Regions from separate parts of the Mus musculus genome. Here regions 2 and 3 are each linked to region 1. A link is a contact called in public HiChIP or PLAC-seq data. All regions are on one chromosome and are shown on one strand. The core of a region is the stretch at or near the end of the contact, and the rest is flanking DNA. Distances in the headings are between cores, read along the strand shown.

Region 1 (3,935 bases), core at 676-3,175:
TGAAAGCAGAGACTGGTTACCATACTGTCAGAAGAAACCAACCCTGAGGAGGAGGCAGGACTACTGACACATGAAGGGACAGGAAGGCAGATGCTGATACTCAGCTAAACCACCAGGGTGATACTAGCTTCCTCCATACCCAGGCTGAACTCAAAATAAGCCAGTTGGAGCAACCACTGTGTAACGGAGACATGGTTGCAAAGAGCTCTGATTTCTCAAGGAATCGGTGTCGGCTCACTTGGTCAACCGAGCTCAGTGTTGGCTCAGTCAGACTGAGCCACCTGGCTTAGCAGAGGGCTCTTAGAAGACGATAGTAATTGGGTAGATCGATATTAGTTATTGCTTTGGACCAACTGTAGAATCAGTGGCTATGGTTTAATCTCACTAAATCTGTCACCAGTTAGAACCTTGAATAATTTGTGGCAGAGTGGAATAGACTTACCTTGTGGGGTGGAGGGGTGGGGGTGGCGAGATAGACTGTAATGGGTGCTATAGGTAGTCTCTTCCCATCCTGCCAGGTCCCACCCAGCCCCCGAGTGTTTAGATGCTTTACTGCTCACATCTCGGACTTCCAACTTCCGACAGAGGACTTCCTTTCTTTATTTTACAATAGTTAATTCATCCTGGCCCAGCCAAGGTCCCAGAACACTAGGTGTTTATGCTCACAAGGTTCCATGCAGCCAAAGATGGCTGCAGGGATGGAGGCGGGGCTGGGGTGAGGGAGAGAGAAAACTAACAATGGTTGTACAAGGGATACCCTTGCTGTGAAATGGATGCTTTGGGTCAAGCTGTGGCTGGATCTTCACCTTAAATTATTACTCTTTAGCTTGGCTCCTCACCACTCCCCCTATAATAGTTTCTGCTGGAAGCACTTCCTTAATAAATAGCTTGCACACATATCCATGACAACCCAACAGTTCCCTAGGAAAAATAAATAAATGATAAATAGGTAAACTTTGTGGACATAGTTTAGTAGAAAACAATTTTTTACACCCCTCCTTCCAAGGATCTACCCCAACACGGGATAACCACAACCAGCGAGTCAGTCTTTGGTTACCATTTTCTCTCTTTACTAAGAATTTCGAGTTTCTCATTGTGCCAGGAGTACTTTACAGACAGGGACATCTGCAAATTATCAGGGATGCATCCCAGTGTAAACCGTTTGTCCAAAGGTATTTTGGCCATCTCTGATTTCAAGTTCTCAATCCTCTTGTCAGACCTTGTTCCAGACAGCATGTCCCAGTTGGTGTGGGTATGCGTGCTTGGACAGCAGAGAGAATGGGGGTCTAGCCAAGAGGCAGCCTAGGGGGAAATTTGAGCAATCTAAAAAAACTGGACCTCATGAGTATCCTGTCCCATCCACCCAGCTGTTTGACCTTGGCTACACTTTATGTTAAATGAATTAACTAACCTCTATATCATAAGATTTTTATTTAAAAGAATTAGATGACATACAGAAAGTGCTTTGCACATCTCCTGGTTGAACGCAAGACATGGATCCGGCTAGAGAGGAAAGAACAGTGGGTTAGGAAGCCTTCCAGGGACTTTAGGGACTTTTAAATCAGATCAAGTGAGGACAGACGAGGAGGGAGGGGAGAGGAAACAAAACAGAGGTGTTTCCTCCCCAGAAAGGGCCACATTGCTCCTGGGTCAAGGAAAGTGGACCTCATGAGGGCCAGGAAGGGGCGACTCTCTCCAAAGGAAGAAGCTCTGAGACACTGGGCCACCACGTGGCCGTCAACCCTACCCCCACCTCCACCCCCCACCTCAGTCACCACCAGGCAGAAGTAGGTGAAGGGTGGAAGCCCAGAGACCGCGCCGCGGAGGCGGACGCCCGCTGCAGGTCTCCTAGCAACGCCCGCCCCGCCCCGCCGGGCTTGGAGCGCCGGCGCCCGAGAGCGGGGACCGGCAGGCCATGGTTGCCATGGCAGCGCAGCCGCCGCGCCTGATGCTGGCGGCTTCTGCGAGAAGCTCGGGCCCTGAGCCCCGTGTGGGCGGCCCGGCGGCAGCCCCAGCTCGCCCAGAATGGCCCAGCCACCGAGTCGCCCCTCCGGCGTAGCCGGATCCCGTGCTCCGGTCCACGTCTACGGGGGCGGGTCACGGCTTGGAGACTTTCAGTTCCTGGGGACCGAGTTGATCTTCCCGGCAATGTCTAAACTCGGCAGAAACGTGCGTGCGCGCTCCCTCACGCGCACACACCAGCGGCCTTGAGGCTGTGCTTCTTTTACGCAAATGTTTTCTCCTGAAAGACTTTTTTTTTTTTAAGTCTAAGAAAGAGTATATGCAGAAAACGGTGAGGCTTCCAAATTCTGTCTTCGAAAACAACGTTGAAATAAATGATCCATTTCTTAAGGGCCATTTTAAAATCGAAAATGTCCGTATACTGGATTCTGAATCCGGACTGGCAATCTGCAGTGGGCTTCACCCGGAGAATCCGGTTAGAGGTTTTAAAATTTAAACCGTTTACACCACCCCACTCCGCCCCTTGCTAGGGCAATAGTCTCGCTAGGGCAGGAGAAGCCACTCGCATATACAAAGCTCATTCTCTGGCTTGAGAGTATTTTTAACTGAGGCGGAGTCAGTCACGTGTTTGTGATTTTAATCAAATTGACAAGGGCTCTGAACAGGAAAAGCTTGCCATCTAAATTCGAACACAACGTTAGGGACATAGTGAAGCAGCCTCTTTGGTCTTGTTTGAATCAGAGCTTTTCACATCTTAATGTTCTGCATATATTTTCCTCGATCCACTGCAACTGGAAAATTTAAATGAAAGCCTATTTCTTAGATTCATTTTTATGGTAAATGTCTCTGGGCTGAGATTATGCATATTCTCGATCAACAAGAAACCCGAGCAGCAATCACCGGGAATTGAGCACCTTGCTGATTGAGCAACACTTGAACCTGGAGGCATGAACAGCCCTAATCTCAAAGTGAAAATCCTTCACGGTATATTTCAAAAGAATATTTACAGCTAACCTTTTCCACTCCGAAGGATCATTCACTTGCAACTTTCTTACCCATCGCTTTGTCAGAGTAATCGCTTTTAAAAACTACTTTTTACCGATTTTTTTAGTTTGTAGCTGGTGAGATGATCATATAAAAAGTATTTATGGGGACGCAGATGAAATGACTCAGCAGGTAAAGGTATTTGCCGTGCGAGCCAGACAAGTCAGTAGGACCCCTGGAAGCCATATAAAGATGGAAGGAGAGGACGCAGGCCCAGGTGCATCTGTACCCACACACAGTGATGGCTGATGTCGGTGACTGAGTTTTTAAAGTATAGCCAGATATGGTGGAACATGCCTGTAACTGTAACACTGTGGGGAGGCAGAAGCAGGAAGTCCACTGCAGGTTGGAGGTCAGCCTGGTCTACACAGCTAGACAACGTCTAAAACAACAACAATAACAAAAAAGAGCACAGTTTTAAGAAATTGCTGTGTAGCCAAGGCTAGCCTTGAACTCTCCTGCTCTCCTACTCCACAGGAATGCACCACCGTGTCTAGCTATGAAACAAGGTGTATGGACACATGCATAGCTATTCTCTGACTCTTAGTCATTTTCTCCTTTCAGGGTCAAAACAGAAGAGCAGTATCATTTACATGGTGGAGGGGAGAAGATTAATTCTGAAAGCGCAACCAAGCATCTGAAAACAACAGTCTCCTGTTTAGCTAGTATTGGAGGAGAAAAATAACCAACCTACGCTACTATGTATACTTGATAAATTTTTCATGGAAAGGGTGAATCAGTGAATCGACTTCGGATTTGCTGGTTTAAATATGTTGATTGTTGAAACGACAGTGAATGTTATCATTAAATTAGCCCTTGTTAATGTTTTCTCTTTGGTAATTCTCGCCATCTCTCTGACTGTTCATTCATTATCCCACAGCTCTTTCTCACAAAGGTTATACATTGGTATGGGCCCAGAAAACTTGACT
Region 2 (3,935 bases), core at 517-3,016, 300 kb after region 1:
ATTTAAGAGTTATTTATATTGACTTTAGTAAAAGAAAGAGTCGAAGTCCACTGCATCCAAAGGCTTTCTTGTTCTTGAACGCCACCATTGGAATCCATCTTGTTTTCTTCATCCTGCAGAATAAATGTTCACACATTTTTCTTGTAGTTCTTTATGTATGGAAAATTGACGAGGGCTAACCACTTTTGGATTTGAGTATTTTTTTTTTAAAATCATTGTGGGTAAAGCAATGTATTTTGCTACCACTCATCAAAAAGAAAGTGTCTCTAAGCAGGAGCCCACATTGTACGTACACACACACACACACACACACACACACACTGATCAGATGATCTAAGGCACAGTGTGGCACACTCAGGATCAAGCAGTGACTGTCTTATAAAACTGAATGGCTGCCTGGCTTCCATGGATTCGCTTCTAACAGTTAGAATAGGCCTTAACGTTGGAGGTCTGCTAAGACAAGAATTGGAGTCTGAAAGGAGATGCACCGTACAGTCCTTTTGGTTTGTGTATGCCACATCAAGCCAGCTGCCTGGGGGACAAAACACAACAGGTCCGAGGCTCTTTTCAGTCACCTCAGCAGAAGTGTTGCTAACGAGAGAATTATCTGCAATTAACGTGGCAGGCCATTGGCTCCTTCTCAGTTACTTTTGGATTTTTGCTGTTATTCCTTCCCAGTTTTTTTTTTTAAGTAAATTTGATAAATATATATTAAAGGTTGAAACCTAACCTTTCCATGTATGTAAGTGTGTATTGTAAAATAATGCTCACAATCAGGCTAATTAATGTTTCCCCCTCCCGTGTGTGTGTGTGTGTGTGTGTGTGTGTGTGTGTGTGTGTGTGTGTGTGTGTAAAGCTTAAGGCCTACACACACTTAACAGACTTAAGTTTATAGATGTTATTAGCTGTACTCACCTTTTTGCATGTGAGATCTTAAATCTCTCATCATAATTCCAAGTTTGCATCCTGCAACTGTTTTCTCCCACCTGCTCTGGTGTCCTTTCCAAACAGTCGCTGCCCTGGTCCTCGCTTCTGGACTTTTCAGCCACGGTGTCCTAAATCTTTAGTGGGTTTTTATTTGATCTGATAATCTCCATTTTATTTTGTTCCGAATAGAAATTTGTTCTTAAAAGGAAACAGATTAGTGTTTCAACTGTGGATAGGAGTGGGTGCTGTGTATCTTTTGGGAGGTGCAGCTCCTACGGTTTGTGCTTATTTCTGTTTCTTGCAAAGGAAAACCCATGCTAAGATTTTTCGTCCCACATCACAGAATTGCTGGAGTTGACAGGACTTTTCCGTGACCCAGTGTAGAGCTCCCCAAAGGGCTTGGTAGGACCACCTGCAGTAGACATTGGGATGCCCCTTTTGATTTTATGTGACTCTTTTCATGGTCAAAAATTGGGGGGAGTGCAACTCACGGTGTTTCTTTGTAGTACTAGAGAGTTCTCTACTTTACGAAACTGATACTTTAAAAAGTGATGGTACCCTAGTTATTAGCATAGTCTAAGGGATACCAGTTTGGAAGAAAACAAATACCTAAAATAGCGTGTCTTAAGTAATTTGTCACTCTGTGGTGGCGGTGAGATCAGTTTAGTGCCTGGGACTCTCTCTCTTTCCGAGAAATAATGGAGTCGGCAGCAGCAGATGTTGAGAGCTCGCTCACCGTAGGGCAGGGTTTTGTGCACCTTGAGTTTCAGTTATGTCTGTGTGCTTGTGTGAAGTCAGTCAGAACGAAACATCTATTTCTTACTCCAGAAGACAGCCAAAAGTTTCTGGAGAACACCAGTCTAATTCACTTCCTCTTTACATGGAAAAACACTTGAGTCTCCTGTGGGGGTTATGATCACTTGCAGAGGTCGACCAGAGAATCTGAGGCTTTTATCTTCTCTCTCCCCCTTCATTCAGCACACTGGCTAAGTACACTTAACACCTTGTTAAACGACATCAGTGCTGGTGCAAACAACCCAGAGGCCATCCGTAGGTGGTCAGGCAGAATGTGCACGGGGAAGCACTAGTCAGCCTTAAAAAGGACGTGCCGCAACGTGGATGAGCCGTGGAGACACTGTGCTAAACAGCCTAAGGAAGCCCGTCACAGAAATCTCCTCTGTAATTTTCTGTTTGGGATGATGCTCTGGAGACAGATAGGGGTAGAGTTGATTACACAATAGGAATGTCCCAACCGTCACCTAGCTGCACTTAAAAAAAAAAAAGTTCAGATGGCAGCTTCATGTTATGTATGTTTTAGCACCCTCCCTGGAAAAGGCACAAAGATTTTGTTTTGCGTTTTAGCACCCATCCCTTCCTTTGGTTCCACCCCTTTAGGGGTGCAGGTCCAGACAAGAGGATGCAAACAAGACAGGTTCCTTCCTCCTAGGGACCCCCAGAGCGCAGCATCCAGGGGCAGCCTTAAGGCTGGAATTCTCTGCCCACATCTCCACAGCTTGTCAGGCTGAGCCATGGTCTCATCTGCACTAGCGGTCATGATTGCAACCGTTTGTGTAGCGGTTCTCTTAGTTTCTCCATCCTTTGGGTGATGTTTTGCCCTAACCAGTAGACAAATGGCCGTAATCTCCGTTTATTCTTCCTTTTATAAGCTCTGCAGGCACTCTTGCAAATAGCAGCTGAGATGGCAGGTTCCTGGGCCTGAGTCACTTAGAGTGATTTCTCTGCAGATCCATCTCTGCTTTTGCCCTACTTTGAGATTGAGAATCAAAATAACTGGATGAACAGAAGTAGGCAGGGGCAACAGGCTCCTGGAAGTTGGATGTGTGTCTTTTCTCTGAGCCGAGTAACATGTTTGAGACTTTAATACAAAGCAGTTTCTGTGTGCATAAAGTTACCACAGCTTGGAGTCACCTGCCGGCCTTGAGGATTTTGGATACTTTCTTACTGCAAGCACTTCTTTGCTTTTGACCCCCCTCCCCCTCTACCAACCAGGTCTGTGTTTCCAGCAACCCTGCCAGAACCTCCGTAGCCCCCAGATCTTCCTCAATACAAAGCGCCCCCTTTGGCTCTGCCAGTGGTTACTGGGAGCTAAGGAGCTTCAGACATCATTTGTTACATTGAGACTGCCGTGATAATGACTTTGGAACTCCTAGCTTGCCTGTGGGGGTCTTGGGTCGACTCTCGTCTTTCCTACGTTAGCTCTGCTGGCATTCAGAACTGGAGATTCTTTAGACATTTAGAAGCATACATAATCTCCACCCGTGAGATACCAGTTACACTCTCCAAGATCAAAAAGAGGAGTGGGTGGTGGCTGGTGTGCCCAGGATGCCAGAGTAACACTGGTGGAGGACCACCTGGCAAACCCCACAGTTCTTCTGAGGTGTGTATATTGAGCACCCTATTAGGTTTTCTATTTAGGAAAAAAAAAGGAAAGGCCCTGGGGTTTTATCCTCAGTTTAATTTGTTTAATCCCCATTACATTAATACAGAACTCAGCTCTTTAGAGGGCATATGAAGTCTGGTTAGCTGGGGAAGTCTGCCTCCCACCAACAGTTCCTTTACCAGTGCTGAGCCTGCTCTGTGTATGGCGAAAGGCGATGTTCAGTCCTGCCACAGTGATGTGGTTTCTGGTGTGGTCTCTCTGCTGGAGGATTACCTTTTTCTCTTTTTCTTCTTTTCTCTTATTTCTCTCCTCCCTCCCCTCCCCCTCTTTCTGGGTGTCTCTGTCTCTCTGTCTCTGGCCCCCCCCCCACTCCCCCTCCCCCCACCCCCGGCCGTTTCTCTGACAGTGTTTCTCTGTGTAGCTTTGGTTGTCCTGGAACTTGCTCTGTAGACCAGGATGGCCTCCAACTTACAGAGATCCACCTGCTTCAGCCTCCCAAGTGCTGGGATTAAAGGTGTGCGCCACCACCACCCGGCGCATCTCCTTCTCTTCTGTTTTGCTGCTTCTCCTATAAGGCATGGTAAGGTCTTGTGGGGTTACCAACTGG
Region 3 (3,935 bases), core at 465-2,964, 280 kb before region 1:
ACAAGTGCAGAGCCTGAGCTGGAGGAAAAGGACTATCTGAGTCACAATGAGCATGAACTCACACATGCCCACAAGCCAGGGCACTGTGTGTACTGACATGGCTGGAGGTGGGATGGTCAAAATTTTCAGTACTAGAAAGTGAGTGGGAGATGCGGCCTTGGTGAGACAGAGGAGCAGCTGGAGCAGTAGGCGGGAAGCATGCCCCTCCCTGCAGGCTATGGCTGGCTCCTGCTTACATGAGGACATTGTCCATTCAGCTGCTTTGTTTCTCCCTATTGATCTCAGAGCCCTCAGAGGTACTGCCCAACTCTGGGGCAAACCAGAGAACTTTCCCATTCTAAAGCATTGTGTGACACATCATGCCTGGAACCACTGTGCACCCTGGAGATGCTGGACAGACCACATCTGTAGATGGAGTGAAATCCTGACTATTTCTATTGTGCCCTGTGCGTGGTACCCAGCCAATGCCTGGTCAGTACATCGCTCAGGTGTGTGTCACCCCAGAACCTGCCTCACAGTGACTGTTGTCCCTGCTGGCTGGGAGGAGAGTTGTTATCACATCACTGTGAGCTGAGGCTTTCCCCTTCTCTATCTCCCATGCTTCGTGCTCTCACTCAGAGGTGAAAAGCTACAAGGACAAGGATGACCGACTTGAGACTCAGTGACATTACAGGGATTGCTTGGATAATTTTCGGCGAGGTAGGATCTCACGTAGACTGTCCTTGAACTCCTGCTTCTAGCTCGGCCTCCTAATTTTTAAAATAATAAACTAAAATCTCCAGACATGATCTCAATCCTTTACAAGATCCTGATGTTCCAGCAAAAACGTAAACCCTGGATACTCTCTGGCTGGGGAGGGTTCCACTCCACTGACGTCTCTGGATTGTGAGCTATTAGATTTAACCTACAGAATGTGCATGTGTGAGCTGCTCTAAGGAGCAAGGGTTGAACGGGGCCAAGGAAATAATGAATCAACTGTAGCACTGAGCAAACAAGAACAAATTAAAAACTAAGGTTAAAAATGATCTCTAGCCCCATGTTCATCCCCAAGGAACGTAAACTCATTTATCCTAGGTCTCTGCTTTCCGGTGTGTGATATTAAAAGAACCAAATAATTTTGATATGATTAAACAAAGGGGAGCTTCCCCTTTGCTCCTTCCCTGCTGCATTCACAGGGAAGCATCACCAAGCCAGCGTCTGAGGCAGTCTTCTGACCCCGCAAGTCTCTCCCGGGGGTGACAGCATGACCGACAAGCTCTCCATTGCTTGCTAGCCCAGAGGGACATCGGAACTTTTCCCCTGTGAAGCTCATTACACAGCGCAGACCACGTGCTCAGCACAAGAATCGGGCACCAGTGGCCCAACAAATCATACCGGGGCCCAAATGGTGACAGGGCTGGCAGAGGGCCTTCTAGAATCAAGAATGTATTTATCCTGGGGTCTCAGCTAAGGGCGAGAGACAAGGATTTCCTGTGTGGTGCTTTGCATTAAGGCTAAGCTGCCCCCACTGACAGCAATCTGTATTCTGAGCTGAAATTGGCATCTTGTGTGCTCAGAGCTAGAAAATGAGTATTTTATGCATGAGTCAGTACTTGAGTTCACTCTAAATTCTCTTTTGTCCCTTAGTGGACAAAAGCTACCAATTAGGGGTGGCCTGTAGATGTTACCCAGGACAAGTCAGAGAATGGAACTATCACTTCGTGCCTAACTGCTTCCAGTCTGGCTCCTTTTCACAACAGACTGGCAAAAATACTGCTGTATGCACACAGAGAGAAAGGCAGCCACAATACTGTCACTTTCCATCTCAGCTTCAGCAGGAAGCAGCGTCAGGCCAGACCGAGGACGGCCACTACCCCTAGCACACTGCTTCCTCTCTGGGGGCAGCAAGGCCCAAACTTCCACTCCTGGATTAAAAGAGAGAACAGCCATCTTCTGTCACAGTCTTTTGCCAAATCCCCTCAAGAGAAATGTGATTTGTAAAAATATTAAAGTAAAGACAACTGCATTTTGTTGTTTTTTCCACTTGAAAAGCCGAATAACCCTAAAAGTACTTGGTGAGAGGCTATGAAACTAAGTTAAAAATAAATCGAGCTGTCACTGGCTCACGTGAGAGGAAGAGGTGGGCCAATTTCTCCTGAGCCATCTCAGAGGAGTTCACTGGAGCCTTGCAGACTGGCAACTTTCCATAAAATCAGTTTTCCTTTATCAGAGTATGGGGCTGACTAATAATAGACTATTCAATGTAATTCATTCTTGCCAAATGACAGAACTTTTAAAAGCAGGTCTGTCACAAGCCCTGACTTAGCACGCAGAGTTGTCTATGACCACAGAACTACTCTTGAATTCTGTCTGCCAATGGCCTTGGCAGATGTCCTAAGCAATAGGCAGAGGCCTCCGAGGCACAGATCACACGCTTCCATGCTGACAGAGAGCTCCTTGATTATGTCCTTTGACCAATTAAAACCATACCTTCCCCCACTTCATAAAAGTTGCTTACGTGTGGTGTGTTCCAAATGCAATATCCAACTTTGCCTAGGATAGGAAAAAAGTAATTTATTTTAAAAAGTTGCACTTAAATGCTTAATTTTCCTGTCTACCGAAAATTAAATGGGGAAGGGAACAAGGCAACTCTTTAAAAACAAAACAAAACAAAACAAAACAAAACAAAACAAAACAAAACAAAACTGTTTGACTGCCCTCTATTGGACAAACAGAACACAGCTTTTATTACAGTATGCAGCAGGCTCATTTAAAATACTTTGGTTGGGGGCTTGGGGGTGGGGTGGGTGTTACCTAATATGATTTAATACATATTACATTTTTAATTACAGAAGTTATAAGTGGGAAACCTAATCTTTTAGTTGCCAAAAAATATAAATGTGATCCCAAACAAAGTTTTAAATAAGATATTTGGCTCCCAAGAAAGTTAGCATGAACAGAGTTTTAAGAACAGATTTAAACAGCATGGAATTGGTGGCAACATAAAGACATCATGATGCTAAGTTGAAAGAGAAAGTTTCATACAAAGGCAGCAGAAGCTGGAGATAAACACCGCCAAGCCCACCTTGTAATCCAGAATGAGTTTTATAAGTGCCGGTATGTCGAGGGTAAACATTTTATCTAACATCTAGCACAAGAGACCCAAGTCAAGCAGGATATGCCAGAAAGAATGGCTATGGAACAAACAAGTCGCTGAGTGATCAGTTTAGGAATACACTGCCTGGCCTCAAATCCTGCCTCACAATTTGCCTGACTTTGGAAAATAACTTATGTTCTATGACTTTGCTTTTGCCTGATTAAAGTGGGCTATTGTTATGAGATTTAGTTGTTAGGGAGAATGAGAAAATATGCCTAAGTGCTTAGGAAAGAGGTCTTTTGTTGTAAGCAATACATCTATGTAAACAGTGTCCTTTCCCAACCATAGGATGGAAGGATGGGACTGGCTGCCAGGGGAGACATGGACAACTGGACTATGAAGTGGGTAGCAGGCAGTCTGCAGAGGCTCCTAGCAGACCCACGAAGCTTGGGGAAATACATGAGGACCAGCATGCATTTGTGCTGTTTGACTAGAGAAGAAAGTTAGGAACTGTATTTCACATCTGTAAAACTACACAATCATTTTACCAGCTCATTTTTAACTGAGAAAGCACAGTGGCTAGGAGAACTGGCTCCCGAGTTTAGTTGGCTACAAGTTACATGCTTCAGGCCAGACTAAGGCACAAACAACAGGGATAAAAGCAACTTCAGCAGATAATCTTTAGCGCATGCTTCTTTTTGGGCTAATGGACCAACTCTTTCAAACGCTGTACCGATGCCACTAGGAATCCATTTTATACACGAACAAGTTAGATTTAACCAAATGGGAAGTGACAAAGCCAGAATGAACATCATGGAATGAGCCTGTGTGTCATCCCCACCCTCCAACTCACACATCA

What was found. HiChIP or PLAC-seq counts read pairs in DNA pulled down with a chosen protein or histone mark.
Region 2: a CTCF HiChIP or PLAC-seq map of CD8 T cells shows a contact between it and region 1, with 6 read pairs. The contact joins the enhancer-like site here to the promoter of 1700064M15Rik in region 1. A contact is called at or near these places in 1 of 15 datasets of contacts at CTCF or cohesin (CD8 T cells), 5 of 484 Hi-C or Micro-C datasets (CD8 T cells, Th1 cells, muscle stem cells and 2 more), 4 of 115 datasets of contacts at active chromatin or transcription factors (embryonic basal ganglia, memory CD8 T cells, microglia and 1 more) and 2 of 9 other capture datasets (embryonic stem cells and pancreatic islet).
Region 3: a contact with region 1 is called in an H3K4me3 HiChIP or PLAC-seq map of stem cell-derived neural progenitor cells, with 23 read pairs. The contact joins the enhancer-like site here to the promoter of 1700064M15Rik in region 1. A contact is called at or near these places in 1 of 15 datasets of contacts at CTCF or cohesin (large pre-B cells), 3 of 484 Hi-C or Micro-C datasets (the Ba/F3 cell line, embryonic stem cells and nephron progenitors) and 2 of 115 datasets of contacts at active chromatin or transcription factors (embryonic stem cells and stem cell-derived neural progenitor cells).

What each region holds. Positions count from the first base shown.
Region 1 is chr12:99,625,964-99,629,898 of GRCm38.p6, reverse strand. It overlaps 1700064M15Rik (RIKEN cDNA 1700064M15 gene), which reads left to right and starts at 1,925. Exons shown (of 2, transcript NR_045288.2): 1 at 1,925-2,293; 2 at 3,571-3,846.
Region 2 is chr12:99,324,117-99,328,051 of GRCm38.p6, reverse strand. The region is part of intron 3 of Foxn3 (forkhead box N3); the gene reads left to right. Gm46371 (a long non-coding RNA gene) reads left to right here. Exons shown (of 2, transcript XR_001780668.2): 1 at 1-3,935. Among named protein-coding and RNA genes, the nearest start is that of Gm46371, 4.6 kb to the left of the region's middle. Within about 2 kb of position 1,766, at least 40 of the 459 cell types and tissues checked have an H3K27ac peak or open chromatin away from gene starts, as enhancers often do. A contact at or near this core is called in CD8 T cells and microglia, where this site is marked.
Region 3 is chr12:99,900,945-99,904,879 of GRCm38.p6, reverse strand. Tdp1 (tyrosyl-DNA phosphodiesterase 1) reads right to left here. Exons shown (of 16, transcript NM_028354.5): 6 at 2,498-2,532. Among named protein-coding and RNA genes, the nearest start is that of Tdp1, 18 kb to the right of the region's middle. Within about 2 kb of position 1,714, at least 83 of the 459 cell types and tissues checked have an H3K27ac peak or open chromatin away from gene starts, as enhancers often do. A contact at or near this core is called in stem cell-derived neural progenitor cells, where this site is marked.